Linked DNA regions of Mus musculus: regions 2 and 3 are each linked to region 1. Evidence: chromatin contacts called from public Hi-C and HiChIP or PLAC-seq data. All regions are on one chromosome and are shown on one strand. Each heading gives the region's core, a stretch centred on a gene start, on an enhancer-like site or on the middle of the called end of the contact. The rest is flanking DNA. Distances are from core to core; before and after follow the strand shown.

Region 1 (4,870 bases), core at 1,542-4,041:
TAATGATCCCCCTCCTGTGAGATGCTTCCTACAGGCAAGTGGGTGTTGGTGACACTGCTAAACAGTGAATACACAGACCCAGGGGGTGTGACACCTCTGCATAGGAATGCCTCACCCGCAGAGAAAGCTCCAGCTTTAACTGTGCACCTACTGTGTGTCTTACAAGGCGCTGCACACCCCAGTGGCCACCTTTACGGGTATCCTCTCCATCCCCCAGGGCTCCAGAGACAGAATGTAAAGCTTGAGAAGGCTTACTGCACAGAAAGTGTTATAGAGACTGAGAGGCACTTGGTGGGGGTCATGTGGGAGGGGGGGTACCAGGAGAGGTCTGAACAATCGGATATGAGTTGGTCAGGTAACCAAGGGCGTCTGATCTCCCCTTAGAGGGAGGGGGAGCATTCGATACCCCATACCCGACTGGACATTGTAAGCTTCTTAAAGGTGTTAGAATCTCTGGGATTTCTGAGTGGCCCCCTGAGGGGCTGTCTTCACCTTTCCTAGAGCAGAAGGTTTAGAGAGAAAGTATGAGGCCCTTTGGACATCGGCCTACAGTAGTCTTTGGTGTTGCTAAGATTCCAAATAGCCTACCTGCAGGAAGGGTGCAGGGTACAGTGTGGTCCCGTGTGTCATCTGGGTGTCACTTACAGTCTGAAGGTGTTCCCCTTTCATAGGTATCCTACCATAGCACACTTTGTGACCATAAATGCAACAGTAATGACCCCTCCCTTTTCCTGAGACAGCCAAGGCTCACCTTGAACTCCAGATCCTCCTGCCATACTTACCCTCTGGGCAGAAAAGATAAGTGACACACACACACCCCATTTCTAGATAGTGGGTTTTGGTTTTGTTTGTTTGTTTGTTTGTTTGATTAATTGATTGATTGATTGATTGATTGATTGACAGGGTTTCTCGGACCTTGCTAAGTAGACCTGGAATTCAGAGATCCGCCTGGCTCTGCCTCCTGAGTGTGAGATCAAAGGCGCGTGCCACCCAGCCTGGCTCCCAGCCAGTGCTCTTAAGGAGTCACATCTACCTACAGGGTAGACACCAATGGGTGTCTCACATTCCTGAGGGAACTCCTATAACTTCCTCCAGGATATTCAGAGTCCTGCTCTGGTGGTGGCTGCTCTCTACCTCTGGGGAATGTCACCATGCAACTAATGACACACCCTAGGTCACACTCTTTACTTCCCAAGGGCTTCAGTACAGCTTTGGGAAGCAGTGCTCCCAGTGGGGGTTGGAGGATCGGACTTCCCACTAACCTCCCTGGGTTTGAACAAGGTGGAACCAGGTCAGTCAAGCCTAGGTTTGCACAAGTTTTAGTAGATTACTTGGGAAAAATCAATGTTTATAGCAAGCAATGCATTTGACCCACCCACCACTCTGAGTTAGCCCATTTTCAGATAAGGAAACTAAGACCCAGTGATGTAGGCAAAATGGATGATGAATGTCTGCTCTTGAAGGGCTGGAGTGGTGACTGCCACTTAAGGGTTCTGGACACAAAGTATCCATTTGGGCATGCCAGTCTTGAAACATAGTTGCTCCTCCTGGGAGAGGCCGCACTTACCCCAAATAATGAGGTTTAGAGGTCAGGCTGTGGTGGCAATATGCTGACAACTTCAGCATCTGGGAAGTGGAGGCAGGGCAGGAAGAGCAAGAGCTCAAGGACAGCCTCGGCTACATAGTAATATGCTGAGTCCAGCCTGGGCTACGTGAAACCACAATCCAAACAAAACACAATGAGTTCTTGGGGCTTGGCAGTGGGGAGAGGCCTGACATGGGGAGTGAGGGGAGAGTACAAACTGGGGAAGAGAGGCCCCAAAAGGGTGGCGTTGAGAGGGCAAAGGGAAGGTGATCAGTTAGAGAGCAAGGTCAAGCTGCAGCAGCAGGTCCCGTGGATGATGAACTGCTCTGGGGGTCCTGGAGATGCTTGATAGTATCTTCCAGTGAGAGCAAACTGGCTGAGCCTTTCCCAGCAGGTATGCACTGTGAGACTAAATCGGCGCCTGTGTGAAGGAAAGCGCCTCAGGGTGTCCAACCTGGACTCCAGTCGGTCTGTGATTGTCCAGTGTGGGTCTGCACCCTGATGTGGGGTATGTGTCGCTGTGACACCCTGTGTCTGTGCACTCCCTGTGAGGGTGGATCAGGAAGGAAGCGATGGGGGGGGGGGAGGTTTGTGTGACGAATTTGTGTCTAGAATACAGGTCATGCTCGCTGGTGATGTGCCCGGCTCTGTGTTGTATGGTGCATCTGTGTCGTGTGTGTGTGTGTGTGTGTGTGTGTGTGTGTGTGTGTGTGTGTGTTTGCATGGTCTATGTCACTGTTTCTATGTGTTCCTATGTCTGCGTGTCAGCTGCCCAGTCCAGGCTGTGTGTGTGTCCCTCCTTGCATAGGCCAGGACCCGCTTTACCTATGTGTAGCAGCGGTTCCTTCTCTACCGCCTGTCCGTCTGTCTGCGAGTCTTCCCCATGTAGGACGAGGAGGAGGTGGGGAGGAAAGGGGAAAGGTGTTAGGGGTGTCTCTCTGCCCCTACCCCACCCCCACTCTCTCAGTCCCGGGATCGAACCTTATTTAGAGTCGCAATTCGACATCTGTTTTCAAATTTGATCAGCTCTGAACTTTATTTTCCGAGTTTGAGGAAAATTATATTCCATCGATCGCGCGCCCGCCCCCTCCCCCGCACAGCCGCCGCCGCCGCCTCCATATATCTGCGCGCCGAGCCCGGCCGGGCGGCCGCGAGGGCGGGAGAGCGCGCCGCGCCGTGGAGGAGCGAGGGAGGAGGAGGAGGAGGAGGAAGAGGAACTGCAGGGGAGGAGGGGGCTCAGAGACACAGTCCCCCGCGTCTTGGCCCAGAGCTGGGTTCGCAGCTTCCCGCGTCCGTCCTCTGAGCGCGTCTCTTTTGGGGTGTCTCTTCTCTGCATCTCCCCGTCTCTGCTCGTGCCCCTCGTCTCTGTCTCCCTGTCTCTGTCACGCTGTCTCAGGGACTTCCAGACCCCATCCTCTCAGTCTCCGTCTTCGCGGGACTCCGAACATCCTGTGTCCCTCGCCCCGGGGTCTCCTTCCCCAGGACGCCGCGGGGCCATGGCTGCGGGATCCGAACTTTAAACACTTCTCCCCGGACCGGAGCGGATGCGCAAGGCGCGGAAAGTGAGTGAGCGCCGCGGGCCGTCTCGGGGGCGGGGATGAGGGGCGGGGATTGCTGTCCGGGGCGGGGGCCCGGGGCACGGGAGGTGGTCCCCAGAGACCCCGGGACAACTTGGGGGTGTCCGAGGCGGGGCAGCTTGGTGGTCGTCAGCGGGGCACGGCTGTGCCTTAACTCTGGGGAGTTGGGGGGAATCCCGCCGGAGCATCTCGTGGACAGGGGTGCGAGGTGGGAGGGATGAGCCCTGGAGATAGGACCTCGAGACTAGGGTGCAAGGTATGGGAGAGAAGAGTGTGCATATGGGAGCCTTGGGAATGGGAACAGGACATACTAGAGTGTGACTATTTGGGGGTTGGGGCTGAAGGCTGACTTGAGCTTGGGTCTGGGTATTTGAGCCTGAGGAGGCTGGACATTTAGGATCAGAGTACCATGGGTTTTAAAGGTCAAGACTGGAGCTTAGAGACTAGAGTCGGGGATATTTGGTGCTGAAGCCCCAGCTCTTTGGAGATGGAGTTGACTCGTCGGGGATGGAGGTCAGGACTGGGGTTGTGGATGCTTGGGACTGAGGATCAGCGCTGAGATTTGGATCAAGGAGAGAGAGAAAGGAGGTCTGGATTGGGGCTGGAGTTCAAGTCTGAGAGTCTACAAAACTGTATCTGCATATTTGGCGTGAGAGATCACAGGATCTATGGGAAGAATATTGGAGCCAGACCTGGGGTCAGCCCATTTGGGAGCAAGAAGTGCCTAGACTCGAGCTTTGGTCTGGGGATGTCTTGGACCCCCTGTGTAATTCATCCTTGGACCACCTCTGCCATATCTTCACTGCCCAAGTATCTCTTCACTGTCTCTCTGTCTCTGTCTCTGTCAGCATCTCTGCATCTCCTTCCAGCTCTCCAAGGAACCAGGAGCGACTAACTCCCAGGATCTGTCTCTCTAACTCTTTATCTCTGTTTCTCACAACACCACTCTTACCTCGGTGGCACTAACCCTTAGACTACCCCTCCCAGATTCCCTGTGCCTATATCTCTCCCACGCAGCATCTCTCTGTCTCTCACTATCTCTCCGTCTCTGTCTCCCCCAGTATCTCTGTCTCTGTCTCCCCCTCGCTGGTTTCCGCTCAGATTAAGCCGGGGACCTAATTCCAGGCCCAGGATCGAATTTTCTGGCAACAAAGGGAAATAGCGAATCGATCGGTCGCTCCGGAGATTAAGAGACAAGCGGCGCGCGGATCTATCACGGCTAAACGGCCCCCCCGCCCGCTCCCCCCGCCCCGCCGGCCCGCGGAGGCCCAGACGCGCTCCGCATCGCCAAACAGCCTCAGGAGCCCGAGCTGCCCGGCAGGCCCAGGCTTCCCCAAGCCCTGAGCTAGAGCCACGGGAGGAACCTGACAGCTCGAACTGGCTCCTGGGAAGACAGCACACCTGTGCTTCAGGTAACACCCTCCACCCGCACCCCACATCCAACTCACCTGTGCCTCCATGTTCTCCCCATCTGGACCTAAGGGAACATGGCCTGCTTGTGACTGTCGTCTGTTCCCCTCACATGCTTCTGGGGCTCACAGGGCAGGTGCACACAGGGTCCTCCAGATCGCTGCCCCAGAGAAGCTCATTAGCATAACTTAACCGGTGCCCTCTCTTACTTACTCTCCCAGGTTACACCTGTTTCCCCAAATCTAAACCTCTATCTGAACCTTTCACCAATTCCATTTCTCAAGTCACACGGTCCCCT
Region 2 (4,870 bases), core at 1,140-3,639, 240 kb before region 1:
TGAACTCAGAAATCTGCCTGCCTCTGCCTCCCAAGTGCCAGGATTAAAGGCATATGCCACCACTGCCCAGCTCAAACTGATCTTTCTTGCTTCTACTTTTGTCCCTTCAAATATATCTTCTCCAAAAAAAATTACATTTCCTGGACTAGGTCCTACAGGGTTCCAGGCTGGTACAGGCCTGTTGTCCAAGCTCCCTGACAAGTTAACACAGGAAGATTGCAAGTTCAAGGACTGCCTGCCCTACAGAGTGAGTTCAAGACCAGCCTTGGAAATTCAGTGAGACTGTCTTAAAATATGTAAAAAGAGGGCTGGGGGGGGGGGAGCATAGCTCAGTGGTAGAGCCCCCAGCCCAGAATGTGTGGGTTTTTAGACTCAATCACAGATACCATATTTTAAAAGTAATAATAATAAAACCGGGGCTCGAGAGATAGCTCAGCAATTAAGAGCACTGACTGCTCTTCTAGAGGTCCTGAGTTCAATTCCCAGCAATCACATGGTGGCTCACAACCATCTGTAATGGGATCCGATGCCCTCTTCCGGTGTGTCTAAAGAGAGCTACAGTGTACTCATATATATTAAGTAAGTAAGTAAGTAAATAAATAAATAAATAAAATCTTAAAAAAAAAAATACAAGACCAAACCTCAGTGACTCCTCTCTTCTACTTTCCAATGATATTTAATGTTTGAGCCCCAGGCAGTCTCTTCAGCATCTTTCTCTTACTGTTGACTCTTCAATAACCCCTTCCACAGGGAGACAAACAACTAATCCTCACATGAACGCCGGTCATGGCGTTCTCTCTAATTTTAATGCCTTTCTCCTTGTTGTTAGAAGACTTTTCCCTTTTAAAACTCAGCAGGAAAACCTGCTGGGTTGGGGGTGGCGCACGCCTTTAATCCCAACACTCAGGAGGCAGAGGCAGGCGGGAGTTTGAGACCAGCTTGGTCTGCAGAGCTGGTTTCAGGACAGCCAGGGCTACACAAAGAAACTCTGTCTTGAAAAAAACCCAACTGAATCCAAACCAAAAGACCTCAAGGAAATTCTCCAGGTTAGTTTTGCATGCCAGGGGACTCTACTGTTGTGATTGAAGAAAAAACAAGTTACATATGATTTCACGAGGGTCCTGGGAATTGATCAGGCCATGGTGTGTGTGTGGGGGTGGGGTGGGAGGCAAGCTCCCTTATTTGCTCTGACATCTTGCCAACTCTGTGGTTGGGATTTCTGTATGCATTTCTCTCTCTTACTGGATTGTGAATCCTTGACAAAAAGAAGCAGAGGTGGGCTCTCCCAAGTTGTTCTCTGACTACCATACTCTTGCCGCCCAATAAATAAAGAATAATAATGAATATAAAATATAAAATAGACAAACCTTTTGAAAAAGAAATTATCTTCCCACGTCCCCCGAAGGTGTGAAGATGTTCACACCTGCCCGACCCTCCCTTTCCTTTTTGTTGTCTTGTTTTGTTTTGTTTTGTTTTGTTTTGTTTTGTTTTGTTTTGTTTTGAGACAGGGTCTCACCGTGTTGCTTTGGCTGGCCTGGAACAGGCTAAGTAGATCATCAGGCTATCCTTGAACTCATAAAGCTCTGCCTGTCTCTGTTTCCTGAGTGCTGGAACTAACGGTGAGGGCCATGTCCACTCCCACCTCTGTGTTTGAGATGCTCTCATTAAAGTGCCTAGACAGGCTTTGAACTTCCGGTCTCCTTGCCTCAGCCTTCAAGGAAGCTGGGATTACAGGCCTGAGCCACCATGCCCCAGGGTCTCACTATGTAGCTCAGGCTGGCCTTGAATCTCCACCTACTCATTTCTGCCTTCTCAGTGGTAGAGTACAGGCACGTGTCGACTCACACAGCTAAAGTTCATTTTACTATTAAGGAAGGCGGTTGGGGAATTGGCTGGAACTTTGAGCCTGACTGGATGTGAGGAGGAGAAACAGGTCAAGGATGGGGGTCGTTTATCTGAATTAACTTGACTAGGGGGGTGGAGGGGGCAGGAACCCGTGTCTGGGTGTGCTGCATGCACCGATTTGAGATGTTAATTTGGAATTGCTTTCAAGAGGGGCTTTGGGAGGGAGTGCTAAACTGTAGACAAATTTAGGATTGCCGCCGTGGAGATAGCAGATGTGGGGTGGGGGGTGGGGACGGGATGATTCAAGCTTGCACGGAACTGAGAAATCAGGCCTTCTTGGCTGCTGAGAGCGTACTTTTGAATATGATTGCGGTTGTATGCTGCAAAGAAGGGAAGCCAGGTAGGGTTGAAAAGCTCATGTTGGATTTAAGATGTGGGCTGGCCTGGAGCCTGAGAAGGCGCGTGATGGGAGTGGTCTGGCCTGGGCTCCTGAAGGGTCAGGCTGGGCTTGGCCACGGAGTTGTTGGTAATGCATCACTCTGGCCACCAGGGGGCAGCAGCCACATGGACTCCAGAGCGTTGACTGTGATCAGCAAGCCTGGCTGATGTGGTCAGAGACTTAGGGAGCTCCGACGCAGTTGAGGCTACTTGGTAGTTGGATAGCTTTCCCAAGTGAAGGGAGCTGAAAGATGGCAGGGGACTCTTTTCGGACAGTTCCCATTCCTGTCTTAGAGAATCCCCATGGACCATTGGGGATGTAGATAGCTTATTTGACACCATGTCTCAGTAGCCCTGGGGTTGTGTCTTCACTGTCTCTTGGTTTGTTTAAATTGGGGAGGGGGAAGGAGTTGTTTGTTGCTTGTTTGTTTGTTTGTTTGTTTGTTTTGAAACGTTCTCACTGTGTAGCTTTGGCTGGTCTTGGAACTCTCTATGTAGACCAGGCTGGCCTTGAACTCACAGAGATCCAACTGTCTCTGCTTCTCCAATTAAAAGGTTACACCACCACATCTTTCTACATAAATATTAATTAATAGTTACTATTAATCAATATTAATATTATCAGTACAAGGTCTGTCTATGTAGCCCAGGAAAACCTCATATGTTCCATCCCCCTGCCTCAGCCTCCCAGGGATTGTAGGCAAGTCCCACACCCAATTTGTTTGTTTTGTTTTCCTTCCTGTCTTTTTTTTTTTTTAATTAAATGTTTACAAAATTCTATGTGTATGGGTGTTTTGCCTGCATATGTGTGTATCACATTTGGCCTGGTGCCTGCAGAGACCAGAAGAGGTTGCCAGATCCCCTGGAACTGGAGTTACAGATGGTTTTGAGCCACCACATGGGGGGCTGGGAATCAAACCTGGGTCTTCTGGAAGAGCCAGAGCTCTTAGCTGATGAGCTGACTCTCCAGCCCCTCCTTCCTGAATTTTCTTTGATACCATCTCACATAGCCCGAACTGGCCTTGAACTTACTACGTGGTCAAGGTGGTCAAGGATATTTTAAGACAGCCTCTCTCTTTTTAGCGTCCCCCTTCTAGTGCACAGAGAAAGCTCAGGGCCCTGTGAATGCAAACCAAGCGCTTCCCCTGTGGGATTTACTTTATTTATTTGTTTCCTTGAATCTTGTTTTCTCCCATTTATCATTGCATTATTATTTCCAACTATGTGTTTGTGTGTTGTTATATGTACACAATATGTGGGGGTAACTGGAGACCAGAGGAGCTGTTGGACCCCCTGGAGCTAGAATTCCATGGAGTTGTGACCTGCTTGGGGTGGGTGCTGGGGATCGAACTCAGATCCTCTGCAAAGGCAATGCACTTTTTGCAGCATTTCCCTTCAGCCATTTCCCCACATTTTATTTTATTTCCTGGACTAATTTATGATCCTTCTGCTTTAACTTCCTAAGCAGCTTGGATCATAGGCCTGAACCTCCTGCCTCTGCCCACCAAGTGCTGGGATTGCGGTGCCCTCCACCATGTCTGGCAAGTGTTCTTGTTGACTGGGGAACACTCCTCATCTTTCTCCCTCTTGATCATGTCTTATCTCAGGCGTCATCTCTTTCCAGAAGCCTCCAGCACACAGTATGGTTTTTATGCACCCAATGTCACCAAGTTTAAAATTAATGCTTTTTTTTGTTTTTAACTTATGGGGTCTACAAATGCATGGCATGCCTGAGGATATTGGGGGACAGTGTGCAGGTATGGGTTCTCTCCTGCCACCATGCAAATCCTGAGACTCACACTCAGGCTGTCAGTATCTTTACCCACCGAGCCTTCTCACTAGCCCCAAACTCTCCAATTAAAAAAAAATTACTTAATACATGTAACACATAGACAGAAAGAATTATTTAATGTATGGAGAGAGAAAGATAGAGAGTGGAGTAGAGGGATGGAAACTCATAGCCTGGCCTTGAACTCACGTCGAGCAGTCTGCCTCTGCCTTCCCAGTGCTGGGGGTATGCAATGCCACAGAAGACCCTAACTCACTGATTTTAATTTGTTTGAGATAGGTATAGTATGATGTACACACACACACACACACACACACACACACACACACACACACACAGAGAGAGAGAGAGAGAGAGAGAGAGAGAGAGAGAGAGAGAGAGAGAGCAGTGTAACCACCACAGTTGTGATCCAAAACGTTTCCACGAGCCTGGGACTCTCAGCGTCCCATTGCTCTGGGTCCTGTCCCTCCACTCTGGCCTTCTGCAGCAGTTGACCATAGTGCTAGTGCCTAGAAAACGTATGAACATAGCTTGACAGTATGCAATCCTACACACAGCTACCCTCAGGTTTTTGCTTTGTTTGTTTGCTTGCTTGCTTGTTTGTGATAGGGACTTGATATGTAGCCCAGGCTGTCCTCAAATTCACGGCAACCTTGTCTCTGATTTACAAGTGCTGGAATTACAGCTGTGTGCCACTGCATCTGGCTTGTTCTCTTGGACAGAACACTGTAGAACAGGCTGGCCTGGAACCTTAGGTAGTTAAACATGCATACCCACCCTTAAGGTACAAACATACAC
Region 3 (4,870 bases), core at 1,167-3,666, 140 kb after region 1:
ACCAAGCTCGAGTACTCTAGCAGCTAATTCTACCCCTAAATTTGAATTCCCAGCATCGCTAATTACGCCTGTCTACTCATGGATTGCATTTAAATGGCATTTAAGTAGTGTTTCTTTGTATCTGGCTTGTTTTGAATGATAGATTTTTCAGAGTCCAGTTTAAAAAACAGACTGGATTTTTGCTTCTGTTGCTTGGGATGGCCTGGAAAGAACAGATTCATTTGATCCCAGTGGCGTTGTCCATTTGATTCCCGTGGAGACAGGAATATACCTCAACATAATAGGCCATATACAGCATGCCTGAGGCCAGCAGCATGCTATGTGGAAGAAGCATTCACTAAAATCAGGACAAGACAAGGATATCCACATTCTCCGCTTCTGTTCAATCTAGTGCTTGAAGTCCCGGCCCGAGCAATAAGACAACAGAAGGTCATAAAAGGGATACAAATAGGAAAGGAGGAAGTCAAAGCATTCTCATTTGCAGATGTTATATCCCTTAAAGACTACAGAAACCTGACAGCTGACAAACCGGTTAAGCAAAATAGTAGCAAAACATGTGTGTCTGTGTATCTGTGTGTGTTTATCTACATACATTATATATATGCATATATATAAACCATGCACACACACATATATATACATTATATATATGCATATATATAAACCATGCACACACACACATATATATACATTATATATATGCATATATATAAATCATGCACACACACATATATATACATTATATATATGCATATATATAAACCATGCACACACACATATATATACATTATATATATGCATATATATAAACCATGCACACACACACATATATACACATTATATATATGCATATATATATAAACCATGCACACAGACACACACAGACACACACACACACACACAAGCACACAACTTTAAAACACTGAAGGAAGTAATGGACAAAGACACCAGGAGATGGGAAGACGTACCATTGGGGTCCAGTCACTCTCATCTCGTGCAATGCGTCCGATTGGGCGGCAACCTCTCACCCCGAGGTCTGCAGAGGGGAAAGAGCAGCAGAGCTCTTCATCTGAGCTGGTGCTGCTCGCCATCTTAGATCTCACAGAACTAGTGACTTCCGGCATTTCCACTGTGGAGGCTTATAAAGTGGACCCACTTTAGCACTGCAATTCCCCCCAGCCTTAAAATCCCCTCAACATCAAATCAAGGGATACCAGGCATCTCCAGCTCTTTTTCAGACAAGTGCTTCAGCTAGCTAGTCAAAATTTGGACACTTTTAAAAATTGGTATTTTGGTTTTTTAAAACTTTAACCATATTAAAGCTTGAATCTCCACTCACTGGCCCATATTGATAAACTCAGCTTGTTCGGGTTCCTTCCACCATTATCCAGTATCCTTACAATCCACTCCCCACACTACTTTGATAAAACTCAAACCCCAATGTGGGGACACAACACAAGGGAGGTGGGTGCCATCCAGGTACGACAGTCCTTACATGTTTCATAGAATTAACAACTCAACACCCAGAGATCACAGAGAACCATTCACAGAGACGTAATTGGCCTTAGTGAGCATGGTGGTGCATTCCAGAACATGGGAGGCCAAGGCAAGCAGCTCTCTGTGAGTTTGAGGCCAGCCTGGTCTATGTAGTGAATTCCAGGCTAATCGAGGCTACATAGTGAGAGACCCTGCCTCAAGAAACATAACAATGAAACTAACCCCTAAGACTTTTATTTATGGTTCATAGCATGTAGAACCCTTCCATGCTGTTCTGGAGCAGCGGGGATCTGAGGGGGTGTGCTGTCTCTCTGCTGTGTGCAGACTCTGAGTAACTTGAAGTACTGCATCCTAGATATTGTGCAATTCGATGCCTGTCAGCCATTTCCCCAAGAAAAGGCTTGAGGATTCTTTGTCCTCTGTCTTCCCCTCTTTCTCAGCCATCATGGCGATCACACACTGTCTACATGTCCTCTGTTCCCTCAAATAACCGCCCTTATACTAGATCTGTTGTATGGGGTGATTCTCAGGGGACACCTAGGCATGGGCCTGCCATGGCCCCCTCCCCGCATTATATTTCATAACAGGCAGTAATGCATGAATGAAAAAAATGAAGACAGGACTGCTCCTGAGTATGGGTCAGGAAGTTTACTGTAGATATGAGGGAAAACGCAGCCAGAGGTGTCTGGAAGTGTCCATACAGAACCGAGCTGGGCCAGCAGACTGAGGGGGAGAGCGAGAGAGGGAAAGAGAGGAACCAAGAGGCCAGAGGCCAGGAGCGACCCAGGAGACTAAGAGGCCACATAGCCAAATGGCTGGGTTGTAGAGGGAAAAGAAGCTGGGAGAGGTTGAGGGTAGGGTGTAGGGTCTGAAGCACTGAGGGAGCCAAGACTGTAACAGATATTGGCTGAGCTAGACTGGCACCAGTGTCTGCTTTGATGTGTTAAAAAGGCACCCCAGGAAGTCATTGTTCTGAGTTTGAGATCTAACATCCAGGCTTTTGTTGATGATAAAGAGGAGGCAAGGCCTGTTCTATAACTACTTCCTGCTGAACCTACTGCATTGGTGAGGGGTGGGTGGGGGGAGCAGGAAGGCTGGTATGATGACCAAAGAATGGGGAGAGAGGCCTGGGGGCTGGGAGAGATCTGTTTCACTAGCTGCTCGGCTTCTGTAGGACCATCTGGGGCTAGGGAGGTGCAGGCTAGCATTGGTTCTGGAAAAGTCCCTAGAGATAGAGCCAAGATTAAAGTAGAGGTCACCTATCCCTCCCCAGAATTCCCCTAATGTGATATAAATAGGGCCTGTCAGCTCACTTTGGTGGTGGTGGGGGTGTCTCTCCATCTTTGTAGATAGATGGTAGAATCCAGCATGCTGGACTTCTGCAGAATAAAACACTTTTTGCGTTTATATACTATTTGAGTCTGGGCTATCATTCTTTGGTGAATTGTGGACCCTTACAATGGTATAGTGAGTACTTTACTGGGCTAGACTAGTAGTTTATCAGAACTCCATTGATGAGTATTAAAACTGGGAGCAGTCAAAGTCGTACGCCTTAATCCACTCTCTTATAACTTGCATTTACACATCACAACTTAAGATTTCACATCCTCAAACTTTTGCAGCTAGCATTTATACGCCTTAGAACACTTGCTTAGACACTTAGAACTTACAAAAATTTTAACCCCACCCCCTTTCATCCCAGTACCATGAGACACAAGTGGTTGATTGCTATGAGCAGCCATGGCAAGGGGAGTTTCTTTAAATTGAGGAGCAGTACAAGGTTACACTGAAACTAGTTTGAAGAATTTGACTTCATCAGCTCAAAGCCAGCTGGCGAGGTAAACTGTCTGGCTTTCTCAGCAGGAGATCTCAGCTCTAGAAACAGTGAGTAGAGAAGGCAGCTTCAGGCTTGAGGATGGCGCTGGTTGCTTGATGCTGTTAGCAAAGCTACTGTTTTCCTAGTCCTCAATGCCATCAGGTATATGAGAAGTGTAAATTATAGCAGGAAGTATATTCCAAACGGCCTATGTATCAATTAAAATGGCTCACATGGTCACGGTAGCTTCACTGGGGACAGTGGTTGGTCTTGGCTGCCATACAGGATAGCATTAAATATTCAGCTACTACACACAGCAGACTCAGCCTTTTTCTGCCAGACCGAGAAGGTCTGAGAGATTTTCCTGGAGAGATGGAACCTGGGAAAACTGACCTGAGTTTAACAAGGCTCAGTATGGCAGACAAACTGTTAAGGGTCTGGAATTGTTCAGAGAGTCACCCATCTGACTACTAATAAATTTTAACAAAAAAAGAAACTTTTAGTCCTACACTGGTGCCAGGTCTACACCTGGGACTCTATGTTTAAAAGCCACCTCAGGGGCTTTTAAAGGCAAAGTACACAAAATTACATTCTGCCTATATACAAGCAGAAGGCCAGACCAAGCAACTACAAAAATTAACCCTTAAGAGTCTTTAACATTTGGAAGTCCAGTTTTGCATTATAGCTTTTTTTTTTTAAAGCACAGACATTTTACACTTTTAAATAAAAAGTTAGCCATCAACTTAATCTTACCCACCACAAACCCAATAATGTCCACAGTTTGGGCAGAGCCCTGGGCAGATGAGGCATGGGGTAGTTTCTTCCAATGGTTAGTGTTACCATAGTCCAGGTGGAGTGGTCTTCTTTGAAGGAGGCCTTAAGGTTGCCACAAGGTGATGGCATGATATCTATTGTTGGAAGCCCATTTTATTAAACATTTTAAATGCAATATTCAGTAGATCTCTGAAGAGTTTTTTTTTTTTTTAAAGATTCATTTATTTTATGTATGTGAGTACACTGTAGCTGTCTTCAGTCACACCAGAAGAGGGCATCAGATCCCATCACAGATGGTTGTGAGCCACCATGTGGCTGCTGGGAATCAAACTCAGAACCTCTGGGAGAGCAATCAGTGCTCTTAACTGCTGAGCCATCTCTCCAGCCCCTCTGAAGAGTTTTTGAAGGCCATCTATTAAAAATATCTGACTTTAGTAAACTTTACATGTTTTAGGCTTAGCCTTGAACACAGATACAGAAGGTGAAATAAAGCTTCTATCCCTGTCAGTGAATTGCATTTGTTCGTATCAGGACTACAAGCTGAGTTCTGAGAGCGTTAAAGAATTTGATCATTTATAAGGCTATTAACATGCATGTCCTGACTATAGCTGAGAAAATTAGAGTTCTTGAATTGAAGCTATTCTACTATCAGAATAAGACTTTCAATCATAAATACAACTCATAGAGAGGCTGGGACTTTGTAAAGCCACACATATAGTCCACAGCGAGATCGGGAACCTGAACTTTTTTTGATCCTCTCGTGGTGCACCATCATAGACTATC

What was found. Hi-C and Micro-C count contacts between places; a contact is called where the count stands out from the background. HiChIP or PLAC-seq counts read pairs in DNA pulled down with a chosen protein or histone mark.
Region 2: a contact with region 1 is called in a Hi-C map of embryonic stem cells, with 2.5 times the contacts expected there. The contact joins the enhancer-like site here to the promoter of Erfl in region 1. A contact is called at or near these places in 1 of 39 promoter capture datasets (embryonic stem cells), 8 of 484 Hi-C or Micro-C datasets (embryonic stem cells and stem cell-derived epiblast-like cells) and 2 of 115 datasets of contacts at active chromatin or transcription factors (embryonic stem cells and microglia).
Region 3: an H3K4me3 HiChIP or PLAC-seq map of embryonic stem cells shows a contact between it and region 1, with 66 read pairs. The contact joins the enhancer-like site here to the promoter of Erfl in region 1. A contact is called at or near these places in 16 of 39 promoter capture datasets (the 3T3-L1 cell line, 3T3-L1-derived adipocytes, the C10 cell line and 12 more), 3 of 15 datasets of contacts at CTCF or cohesin (the G1E-ER4 cell line and embryonic stem cells), 30 of 484 Hi-C or Micro-C datasets (the AML12 cell line, the BV-2 cell line, the C2C12 cell line and 22 more), 9 of 115 datasets of contacts at active chromatin or transcription factors (the 230-238 cell line, CD8 T cells, bone marrow-derived macrophages and 3 more) and 2 of 9 other capture datasets (embryonic stem cells and liver).

Annotation. Positions count from the first base shown.
Region 1 is chr7:24,942,692-24,947,561 of GRCm38.p6, reverse strand. It overlaps Erfl (ETS repressor factor like), which reads left to right and starts at 2,791. Exons shown (of 6, transcript NM_001370804.1): 1 at 2,791-3,147.
Region 2 is chr7:25,185,385-25,190,254 of GRCm38.p6, reverse strand. No RefSeq gene overlaps it. Among named protein-coding and RNA genes, the nearest start is that of Mir7048, 30 kb to the left of the region's middle. Within about 2 kb of position 2,389, at least 17 of the 459 cell types and tissues checked have an H3K27ac peak or open chromatin away from gene starts, as enhancers often do. A contact at or near this core is called in embryonic stem cells, where this site is marked.
Region 3 is chr7:24,806,842-24,811,711 of GRCm38.p6, reverse strand. No RefSeq gene overlaps it. Among named protein-coding and RNA genes, the nearest start is that of Ceacam10, 32 kb to the right of the region's middle. Within about 2 kb of position 2,416, at least 11 of the 459 cell types and tissues checked have an H3K27ac peak or open chromatin away from gene starts, as enhancers often do. A contact at or near this core is called in embryonic stem cells and stem cell-derived epiblast-like cells, where this site is marked.